2 separate regions of the Callithrix jacchus genome follow, and region 1 is linked to region 2. The links are chromatin contacts, called in public Hi-C maps. All regions are on one chromosome and are shown on one strand. The core of a region is the stretch at or near the end of the contact, and the rest is flanking DNA. Distances in the headings are between cores, read along the strand shown. Region 1 overlaps CPEB4 (cytoplasmic polyadenylation element binding protein 4). Region 2 overlaps LOC118151340 (a long non-coding RNA gene).

Evidence for each region. A called contact is a pair of places that touch in the nucleus more often than the background predicts.
Region 1: a Hi-C map of skeletal muscle shows a contact between it and region 2, with 2.6 times the contacts expected there. The contact joins two enhancer-like sites. A contact is called at or near these places in 2 of 3 Hi-C or Micro-C datasets (both in skeletal muscle).

The regions. Positions count from the first base shown.
Region 1 is chr2:66,362,744-66,368,397 of calJac240_pri, reverse strand. It overlaps CPEB4 (cytoplasmic polyadenylation element binding protein 4), which reads right to left. Exons shown (of 9, transcript XM_035290535.3): 8 at 4,432-4,613; 9 at 1-1,531. The coding sequence ends at 1,304. Among named protein-coding and RNA genes, the nearest start is that of C2H5orf47, 34 kb to the left of the region's middle. Within about 2 kb of position 2,372, at least 3 of the 16 cell types and tissues checked have an H3K27ac peak or open chromatin away from gene starts, as enhancers often do. A contact at or near this core is called in skeletal muscle, where this site is marked.
Region 2 is chr2:66,200,655-66,206,526 of calJac240_pri, reverse strand. LOC118151340 (a long non-coding RNA gene) reads right to left here. Exons shown (of 6, transcript XR_013532516.1): 4 at 3,845-3,965; 5 at 2,336-2,387; 6 at 1-307. Among named protein-coding and RNA genes, the nearest start is that of CPEB4, 94 kb to the left of the region's middle. Within about 2 kb of position 2,571, at least 10 of the 16 cell types and tissues checked have an H3K27ac peak or open chromatin away from gene starts, as enhancers often do. A contact at or near this core is called in skeletal muscle, where this site is marked.

The sequences.
Region 1 (5,654 bases), core at 1,123-3,622, 160 kb before region 2:
CATGCTAAATTCTGAAACTGTAATGTTATTTTAGTTTATAGGAAGAGTAAGATAAACATACGTACCTTTGCACAGATTTACACAGTTACTTAGTTCAACAGTGCAAAACACTTTGCAACTACTTAACTTTTTTTAACTTTTTTTTTTCATTTTCTATGTTACAACTAAATTACAGGATACCCAAAGAAACTTTAAATCTAAAAGTAAGCCAATCAGCAGCCAAATTATATATTGGTTTTGTCTTCCAGTTTTGGCTCCAAGTATACTGTAACACAAAATCAAAAATGATATCCTTGAGGTATCTCTAGATCTGTTGTTTTTTGACGTCAAAATGGAGAGCAAAGGCTGACACCTGATGAGTGTTAGTAAATTAGGATATAGAGTTTATATATAAACATCAAAAATAAAATTTATACATTTGTTCTTCAGGAGAGGAAATGCTAGGTTTCCCACCAGTTGTCATTAATTCTAGCTTTGGTAGGTTTCCTGGGGCTTTGACCAGATAAGTAAGTTAAATAAATAAGTGCACTCCCCTCAGTAGTAAATTTACCCAATTTTTACATTCTAAATTTTAAAAATTGTTTAAGAGAAAATAAACCTAGCTCTGCTTACTTTACTATTTTTTGTTTCTGATGTGGTGGTAACTTTTTGAGGGATAATGAAATTATGTTCAGCCTCAAAACCCTGAAAATTAATTATAATGCTGCTCAATCTTGCTTATGCATTTGTTTTAACATGTTCTTTCCGTTAAAAATTGTTAACTTCCTCCATTGCTGCTAAAAAAATTAAAAGGGAATGGAAAAAAAAGAGAGAGACAAAAAAGATTAAAAAAAAAAAGAAAGGAAAAGGCAAAAGCACTTCCCTGGGGGAAAAACTGTCAGATAGATGGATAGTGTTATTGTTGCATGGTTATTTTAATAAAAGTATTCTTATATGTTATATTATTAACAATAATTTAATTAAAAACCCAAAATACTCTATTGTTTTATTTCTTTTTTAATATTTCTCTCTCTCCTCTAAGAAAATGTTAAAGGAAGTTTAGATCCTCTTGGTCTCCAGCAAAACAAGAGAATAAAACTTCCATGTAACCCGATGGCAATACGAAAAAGGAGTTCATATTGTTTGCAGTGACACAAGAATCTACAAAACACCTATATTATAGGTCATCCTTTTCATTATACTATAGTTAAGTTGCAAACTGCTACAAAAGGACATGCCAGCATGAAGAGGTTGAGGAAGGGGTCAGAATTAACAGAAGAGTGCACTTATTCTGAGGCCTGAAAATGAGCACTGTAGTTATCCTTTAGTTCCAGCGGAATGAAATATGCCGAGGGCGGTCACCGCCTTCCTTCACCAGGGGCTTGTGGAATTCCCTGCCAGCGCGAGAATGAATAGCAGCCCAGCAATATTCACAGTAATACTGCAGACAGGTAACATTAGCACAGAAAAATGGAGCAAATTTTCCCCCACAACGGGCCCCCTGACATTCATCACACAGCTGATCATCCAAGACATATGGCTTAACTTCCACCTGCAATCAAAAATAAAAAAAGATCTTACATTTTTCAGTGACTAGGCCAGCAACACTTATCATACATGTACATTTCCATCCACTATCTGAAGGAATCTGTTCCAAAGTACCCAAAGTGGAAGGAACAATTAATTATTCATTCACTGAAATATGGATAGTTCATCTTTTAAGAACCTAGGAAGGTTTTAATTATCTATCATTTTACTTTTTTTTTTCTACTAAATAAACACTCTTCAAAGGAAAAAGGATTTCAGTAGACATGAAGTGAAGCCAACTGTTTAGACTAGAATGTTATGAGATTAAACAAACTCACAGGAGATTTTTCATAGACACAAACCCTCATTTTAATTAGTGGATCTGGATTTTTGTCATATGTGGAATCATAATTTAAACAAAATCAGCTAAGAGGATCCAAGTTCCACACAACTGCACTTCAATATTCAAGTCAGTGGGAAGATGCCTGACTTCTGTGTCACGAGATTCTGAGCTGTCGTAAAGCCAGGCTCGTGGTTTCTATTTATAGTGTACACATCTTGGGTTATAATCACAAACCTGGAATTCTGTTTTAAAAAAAAAAGATGCAGCTACAGGATTCACAATTTAAAACCCTGCTTTATTCTTTCTCAGTTAAGAATGGTTCACCTGAGTCTAAAAGTCAAAGGTGAATTTCTAAAACTGGGCCTGTTTCAGTGTTCTATCGGCCAACCTGTCATGTGAATGTTTCAAGCATTAACAGTCACTTGGTTATTAATTCATCAGCTAGAAAAGAGCTGGTTATTTTTAGTTTGGAGAGACTCACAGCTGAAACTCCCTTACAGCAGGCTGTCACCACCAATGGTGCCATCCAGCTCTGACAAGAAATCCCGACCAAGGTTAGCCATGAACAAAATGAGAACATGCAGTGAATCATGATTGTGCCGCTGTGCTCCAGCCTGGGTGACAGAGTGAGACCCTGCATCTAAAAATAATGTTTTAACTAAAAAAATAAAAGTACAAAAGGAGAAGAGTGCCACGGAAGTCCAAGAAGAGTAGGCATAAGGACAGCACCAGACTTTTGGCCTCTAGGCTGCTCCATAATGTCTGTCTACAGAGTGGCAAGAACACTGGGCAAAGGATTTCATTGCAAAGGAATACAAATTAAGTCTGAATTTCTAATGACCAACCCCACAGCTCTGAAACTTATGTTAGAATGAGGCAGTGATACGTAGATATTTTTTAGTGTGCATAAAAAAACAAATAGGCCGGATGTGGTGGGTGGCTCAAGTCTGTAATTCCAGCACTTCGGGAGGCCGAGGCAGGTGGATCCCTTCAGGTCAGGAGCTCGAAACCAGCCAGATCAACATGGTGAAACCCGGTCTCTACTAAAAATACAAAAATGTGCTGGGCATGTTGGCACACGCCTGTAATCCCAGCTACTCGGGAGGCTAAGGCAGGAGAATCACTTGAATCCAGGAGATGGAGGTTACAGTGAGCCAAGATCGTGCCACTGCACTCCAGCCTGGGTGACAGAGCGATACTCCATCTCAAAAACAAACAAACAAAAACAAACAAGTAGGCATATTAATGTACTAATCTTGTCCCTCCCCCAACACTTAGAATAGAATAGGTGCCGTTCTCTTTAATAAAGCCAGTTGTAGGATGATCACTACTATCTTAAATGTTTTTACTGCCAATGAAGTAGACTATACATGACATGAAACATAAAAAGCAGAAACCATTACTGACTTGATCATTTTTACATCTTGAATTGAGAACAACACAATAAAATCAATCTATTTTAGCACAATACCTCAGAGTGTTGGATATCAAAGTCAGCACTAATGCAAGTGCCAGTGTGCCATGAAATAAAAAGGTAATACCAGAATATAAATCAACATGTTGCTTCCCTCATCAATAAAACTTTTCTATGAAAAAACAACTGTTGAGTCTCCTTTAGACTCAACGAGACAGAAAATTAATAATATCCAGGACTTGAACTCAGATCCGGAACAAGTAAACTCAATAAATATTTATAGAGCTCTCCATTTTAAATACACAAAATATTGATCGGCCATTATTAATACCCATTTTTAGAATAAAGCTACATTCCCGTTCTCTCTCCCTCTTTTTCTAAAAAAAAAAAAGAAAAAGAAAAAACAACTGCCAGCTTCCAGCTGGACCAAACATTGTGCCCAGCAATGTAGCTGATTACACAGTCTGGTCTAAATTCCTATCTCACTACAAACTAAGTTTGCAGACTGGTGGTCAGTCCACAGGCCATACTTTGAGTAGTTCTAGCAAATGATACAGTTCTATCTGCTAGGAAATAAATTCATGAGAACAGGAACTTCTTGACCTAAGCTTTAAAATGTTTGTTGAGTGGATGAAACACCAAGCTAAGAAATAAATTGGTGAGAGGCAGCGACTGTAGAAAAAGAAGAAAAAAAAAGAAAAGAAATCTGTGAGTGCAATTCATTGAGAAATAGCGCTTACTGAGGTATTTGCTATGTCCCAGGATTAAAAAACAAAACAAAAAAAGAGGCAGGAAATCTCAAGGGCATTCCTGTTTATATACCTGATATAACACAGTACAAAGAATTCAGTAAATATTTATTGAATGACTGACAAACTAAATGAATGAATGGATGGATGGATTGAGATTGAATGAAAGTTATAGTTTAGAGAAGATTAAATTAACTCAAGTAAATCGATTATAGTGTTCTGATTAGGCTACTCAAAAAAAATCAAAGATAAAAGAAATTCATAGGAAATTCTTTCATGTATTATAGAGCAGAATTAACTCTATAGGCAAAATTCTCAGCTGTCACTTTATTGTCATAAAATTTTCCCATTCTAATATTGCTAATCACACATTTAGAGGACCATTTCTAAAATTTTCCAAAGTGTAGTGTAAGGCTTACCCGTTTATCTATCTCTCCATGCTGCAGCTGAACAAAGCGGGCACTGATAGCAGCTATGTAACTCTGTTGATTAGAGAACGCAACTCTCCCAGCTCCTTTTGGGTATTTTAGCTCAGGGTCAGTATCAATCCCAGCGTAGCACACACCTCCATATAGCCGATCCATTATCATTGCAAGCTCCACTAATTAAGAAAGGAGCAAACAGGATATTTAAAATCAGGAAAATTCATCTGGCTCACCAACGATTTCATCAAAAGCAATTCATCTGTACTCTAAGCTCACATCACTAAAATAATTATTAAAATTAAACTTATTACTACAACCAGTCATCCATTGTGTCAAGCTTTATCTTTTAACTTTGGGCAAGGGGTTGCTAGATGTTTTCTAATATGTTCTCTTTATTCTTCTCCCAACTCTATGAAGTAGACAGTAATTTCTCAAGGAAACTGAAGCGCAGAAAGGGCGATCGATCTGTCCAAGGTCACAGGTCATTAAGTGATAGTGCTGGGCGTGGCTCCCACGTTTGTCACTCTGTGCCATGTTGCTGCCATAGATTTACCAGTTAATGATGTATTGATTAATATAATAATTACCCGAACATTAGAAAACTAACTGGTAGACTCTTTGGGGACCCTCCTGGCTTATTCCCATCAAAACCCTTTCCCCGTAGTCTCTTCACCAATTTTTCATTTAAAAAAAAAAAACAAAAAACCATGAAATGACTACATCTTCTCTATGAAGTGTTATAATCATGAAGCTACATTGCTGTTCATGTTATGCTTTTTATCTCATTTATACTATTAAACCTCAAATTACTTGAAGTTGGGAATTTAATTTGTTCTGTAAGTACTACTCTAAAAGCATGAGGCACCGCTTAGAAGTCTATTATATTCCAGAGCTCAGTTAATGGCTGTTGAGCAAATGAGGATGTGAGAAACAAATACTGACCATCTCAATATGTAATCTATTCTTGAACTACTTTTTTTCTTTTCAGACAATGATGAGAATAATTAGCATTATGCAGCACTAGACTAAGTACTTTGCACTGGTCATCTCATTCAACCCTCAAGATAATACTAGAAATACATACACCTTTCACCCCTACTTGACAGATGGGGAAACTGTGAGAATTACAAAAATCATGGAATTTGTCCAAGGTCACTCAACTATTAGAACACATGAATTCAAACTCAGACACTTTGATTTTAGAATTCTTACTCTTG
Region 2 (5,872 bases), core at 1,322-3,821:
CAGGGCCTGGATCTCTTGGTTCAAAGTCGCCAGTGGATTTATCTGATTGTCTGTGCAGTGTGTCTCTCCAGGGTCAGGAATCTTCCAGAGCCAGGTTGGAGGAGAAGTATCACGTGAAGCAAACATGAGCTCACAGGCTAACCACGCTGCTGGCGGGGAGGGTGATTGCTGAGAAGCAGGGATGGGTAGGTCCACTACAGCAGACGCAGAATTGACAGTAAGAAGATTCTAGAGTCCCAGAGCTGGAAAGGCAATTGAGACTATCTGGTCCAGTCACTCCAGTTTTCCATGTTTAGAAACCAAGACCCTGAGAAACACAATGACCTACTTGAGTGTTGTCCTACACAGTGAATTGGAGGCAGGGGCTCTGCCTTTCCCACCCTATGTCCTATCTAAAGGGGCAGGAGGCCTTCTGGGCAGGGAGGCGAGCCCATCACTGACCCTCCCACCTGGTTACCTCAGAGCCTCTGAGTTAGCTGATGTCGCAGCCTCCCCCGTCAACACCCTGAAATCCAGTCTGCAGGAAGTGCTCAGTCTCCTGGCCTTCTGCCACCCAGCCCTGGCCACCTGTACAACCAGGTTCCACCCATTCCTTCCAGCTAAGCAGGTTCAATGGCCACACGCCTGCCTCCCTCTATACCTTTGCTCAGGTAGTTCCCTCACCTGGAATGCCCACCTGCCACTCCCCACCCACCTGAGTTCCACAGCCTCTGCTGGAGTCCACACCCTCTGAGAGATCTTCCTTGACACATACCCCTACCCAACTCCAACCTAACAATTTCTGTGTCTTTTTCTCCCTCTTCACTCCATCAACTGCCATCTGCCCCATCTATGGGGCACATAATTACATGTTGCCTTCCAATTTTAATTCAATTGTAAGTTCTCTCTTGAGGTTCAAAACCTTGTCTTAGACTGCAGCAACAAAGCACTCAGTGCTATGCTGGGTGCCTGGAAGGCAGTCAGTAAGCATTTGATGAAGAGCAAGTGAGCGGAGCGAGTGGACAAGTGAGCGAGTGAATGGAATGAGTAATTGATTGTCATTTGGGAATTGGACCAGCAGGAGCATTCCTGCTCCAGGATATCCTGGGAAGGGCGGTGAGGTCCCTGGTTAGAGCAGTCCCGGCAGTCCCTCACAGGGGCTGGATCCAAGCTCCGTATCACCTGCTGTTTACAGCTCACCACAGCCTCATTATGAGGACACAGAGGCTCAGAGATGAAAGTGATTGGCCAGGGGCCACCGGGGAACTATACACATGAATGGGGATCGGGCTGCCGTCAGGCTGACTCCTTGACTTGGGCTCTGACCGCCTACCCCATGCACAGGATGCAAATGAGCAGGACACACTCTTGACCTTCAGGAGCACCTGGGGTAGGGGTCGTGGGGCTCATAGGATGTGGCTGGAGGCCAGCTTTGAAGAAACCACTGGGGCCCACACACCTCTGGGACAGAAGCAAAACCAGGAGCAAGTGACCTCTCTCTCTGCATAGTAAAGTCTCTGGGGTCTCTTTGACCTTCAAAACCTCCCTATAACACAGGCAGGATGAGGGTCATTAAACCTGATTCACAGGATGGCAAACAGGGTCAGAGAGGTTGGTGGCTGGCCTTGGGAGCCACTCACAGAGACTAGATAGGAAACCAACATTCCCAGCCTCCTTCCTAACTAACCACTGCTCTTCCCACTGTCCTGTGGGGAAACCCTGTTCCAGAGGGTCAGTCAGCATGTGGTTCCCAAACACACTCTTCTTTATCCAGCTGCCTGGCCTGCTACCCCTGCCTGAAGGCCTTTTCCCACCAAACTCTGCTACTGCAGGGCCTAGCCCAGATCTCACCTCCTTTCCAAACTTCCCCAGGTCTCCTCTGATTGAATTTCTCCATTGACCTCAAAGTCTTTCTCTCTGTGTCATACTCTGATTTGTACCTTTTGAAATAAGAACACAAGTGCCTGGTATGATACCTGGCCTGTCGTAAAGCCTGAGGCAGTATTCTCTGGAATGAAGTGGTGCTCTGCAAAGCGTGGTGTAAAGAAGGTCTGAATGAGTGAATGAACAAATGAATGGGTCTCTTGCCTACGTTTCACTGCTGTTGAGAGGATTCATTTTGGTGAGGTAACCTACGAAGCTCCCAGCACAGAGCTGGGCACAGAGCAGGTGGCTAGTCAGTGCTGGCTGGCGTGAGTCCGTTTGAGGCAATGCTGTCTTCCAAGGCCACTCCCAGCCTAGACTTCCTGAATGGGCCAAATGCCAGCACAAAGGCTCCAGCAGGCGTGGAGCCAGGGAGCTGCCTACGGATCTCTCTCGAAAGGAGCAAAGTCTGCAGCCCTGCCCGCCTGCTCACCCGTCCTGCCAGCTCAGATGCCATCCATACTACTCCGGCCTCCTTCCTGGGCCTGCAGTTTGGGTAAGAAAATAAAGGAGAAAAAATCAGGTTAAACCAGATGGCAAAGCTGTTCTTTTAATCAGCACTTGTGAAGCCCTGGAATGGGGGCCAGGAGGCATGGCTGTGAAGCAGGCCAGAATGGCTAGTGGACAAGGGCAAAGGCCCTGGTGTCTTCAGGATCTGGGTTCAAATCCTAGCCTGTGGGTTTCAGCTGTCATCATGCAGGACAAAGCCTGCTCCCTCTCTGAGGCTCAGATTTCTCACCTGTCAAATGCAATAACGGTAACTTACCACACGCGGGTCTGCAGACAAAAACTGACTAGGGACAGGTTCTTACCCTGTGCAGCATCAACTAAGGACAAATTAATGTATCTCCATACGTATGTGTATATATGTGTATAATATATCAACATAATAGATCACCAACTGCCCTCCCTTAAGGAAGATTGGCTCTTATTCTGTGATTATATCCTTCCTTTATTATTATTATATTTTTATTACAGAAACAGGGTCTCAGTCTGTTGCCCAGACTGGAGTGCAGTGGCACAAACACAGCTCACTGCAGTCTTGAACTCCTGAGCTCAGGCGATCCTCCCACCGCAGCCTGTAGCTGGGACCACAGGCACACACAGTCATGCCTGGCTAATTTATGTTTTTTAGAGACAGTCTTGAACTCCTAGTTTCAAGCAATCCTTCTGTCTCGGCCTCCCAGTGCTGGGATTATAGGCATGCGCCACCTCACCAAGGCCCTTCTTTGATTATTATTTTTTGCACTGAAGAGGACTAAGGGCCTTGGTGCTGCTGTGGCCCCTGCCAAGAATCCTTGCCCCACTCACCCCCACCCACAAGACTCACTGCCTCACTGGCTTCAGAACTTAACTCACACGTCTCCTTCTCAAGGACACCTTCCCTGGTTACCTTATTGAAAACTGCCATCCACCCACAGAGTGCCTTTCCCCATTCCCTAACCTGTTTTTCCTCCATAGCACTTAGACCATGTGACCTATGATTTATTTCCTGTTTGGCCCACTTCACAGGAGGGCAGGGGTTTTTGTCTGTCTTGTTCACAGCTGTATCCCAAGGCTTGAAAGAATGCCTGGCACAGAGTAAATCCTCAATAAATATTTGTCAACTGAATAAACAATTGAATGGATATTTGCTTTATAATGTCTTTCCATGGCAAAATAAAAAGTGAGCAGCCCTATGTCAGCTCCCAAAATTGAGGTCTTGGAAAGGGGAGGATTTCACTGGTCTATGAGGTCCTTACATTACTGAGAAAATGTAGGTAAAAAAGTTCAACACTGTCGGGCACAGTAGTTCACGCCTGTAATCCCAGGACTTTGGGAGGCTGAGGCGGGCAAATCACAAGGTCAGGAGATCAAAACCATCCTGGCCAATATGGTGAAACCTTGTCTTTACTAAAAATTAAAAAAAAAAAAAAAGTTAGCTGGGTGTGGTGGCGCGCACCTGTCGTCACAGCTACGTGGGAGGCTGAGGCAGGAGAATCGCTTGAACCTGGGAGGCAGAGGGTACAGTGAGCTGAGATCGCGCCATTGCACTCCAGCCTGGCAACAGAGTGAGAATCTGTCTAAAAAAGAAGAAAAGAAAAGAGCAACACATATTATGGTGCCTGGAAAAACTCACTACACAGTAATAATTATTCCCTTCCTCTGGTCCCCTTTCTTTCCCCTCCCCATATTCAGCCTAAGGCCTTATCTGTCTCAGCAGGGCTGTCTCTGCACACTGCAGAACTTGCAGGCCCATACCAGCTTTTTCCTACACTAAATCAGGCGTTCTCTGTCCTCTCATTTTGCTTCTTTCATTGATTTTCTTTAAAGATCCTGATGACAGACCTGGCTTGGGAGAACCAGCCAGATATGTGAACGGGTCTGATGGAGGCCTGTCCTGCCTGGAAGACCTGGACACCAGCACTGATGAGCCTGGTCAGTATTCCACTGCTTTCATGATCCCAGGTCACAGGCAAAAGAAATAAAAGGTTTGCATGAGTGCGCTTGCATTTCAGTTCCAGGCCTGCTGCTTAGGGAAGTCCAGGTGTTAAACACTAAGGCTAATTGTGGCCCGGGAGGTGCTGGCACCAGGTAAAAGGTTTTACAAAGCAGATGACCTATACCCACTGGCCTTAGCAAGGGCAAGACCAGCTTTAGGACCCTGAGCCAGAGCCAGAAGGAAGTGCAGAGACTAAATAGATTGACTCTGGGGAAGACTAAGGGCCAGAGAGGTTGTGGGCATTACTTCAGATCTCACTTGGAAATAGCAAAATCAAAAAGCTGATTTCCAGCCAGGTGTGGTGGCTCATGCCTATAATCCCAGCACTTTGAGAGGCTGAGGCAGGCAGATCACTGGAGGTGAGGAGTTCAAAACCAGCCTGGCCAACATGGTAAAACCCCGTCTCTACGAAAAGTACAAAAAAAAAAGGATTAGGAGGGCATGGTGGCATGCACCTGTAATCCCAGCTATACAGGATGGTGAGGTGGGAGAATTATTTGAACCCAGAGGCAGAGGCTGCAGTGAGCCAAGAGTTGGCCACTGTACTCAGCCTGGGCAACAGAGCTAGACTCCATCCAAAAACAAAACATCTGATTTTCTTGCATCTCTGATTTCCTGTCCAGCACTCTCTGAGCAGGGTAAGAGGAGCTCCAGCCCTGCACCCTGCATTTTAGAAGGTCTTGCTCAGACACTACCCCTCCCTGCAAGTGAGGAGTCTTGGGGAACAAGGGGCTATACCCAGTTGGAACCCCCTCTGGAGGACACTGGGTTCCTAGGACTCTGGGGTTCCCTGTCCAAATGCCCATGCCCACTTCTGAGGCCTCCTGGACCATTCCTATTTTCCCTAGTGTGGACCACATGGCCAATGGGTGCTCCAGCCCTGAAGGCTGGCCAAAGGACAGCTGCTTGGGGCACCTGAGTAGAGCTTAGCCTTGTGGGCTGAGTTCCTGGTCTCCTCGTGCAGGAAAAAGTGGAGAATGGGGAAAGTAGCTGCCATGTGCCAATGTGAAACTCCGAGGAGTCTAGAATTCTGATCTGCCCTTCCAGGCCATCAGGAGGCTCTGTCATTTTATCCAGCAGTTTGTTAGCTTGCTTTAAAACTTTTGAAATATTTAGACATTTGGTTTGTGACCCTGCCAGGGTGAGCCTGCTGTCTGGAGAACACACTGGTCTGGTGGGGAGACGGAGTGCTTTCGGGCTTTGCTGAGGAGGGACTTAGGGAAAAAGAGTGAGGGGGGTATCTCCTCACACAGGTGCTTGGCTTGCTAGACCTAGGGTCATTCTCACGTCACCTTTTCAGCTGAGGAAACTGAAAGTCCCAAGGTCACACAGCTGGGAATATATGACCAAATGGCCTTCACCTTCCCCTAAATGATAACTTTCAAATGACAAAAGAAGGAAACAAGGAGAAATGGGTTTGTCTTTCTTCTGAGAGTGTCTTCAGCACCTGTAGGCTTTGCTAGTTGTGTACCTACCTGGCCTCTTTCC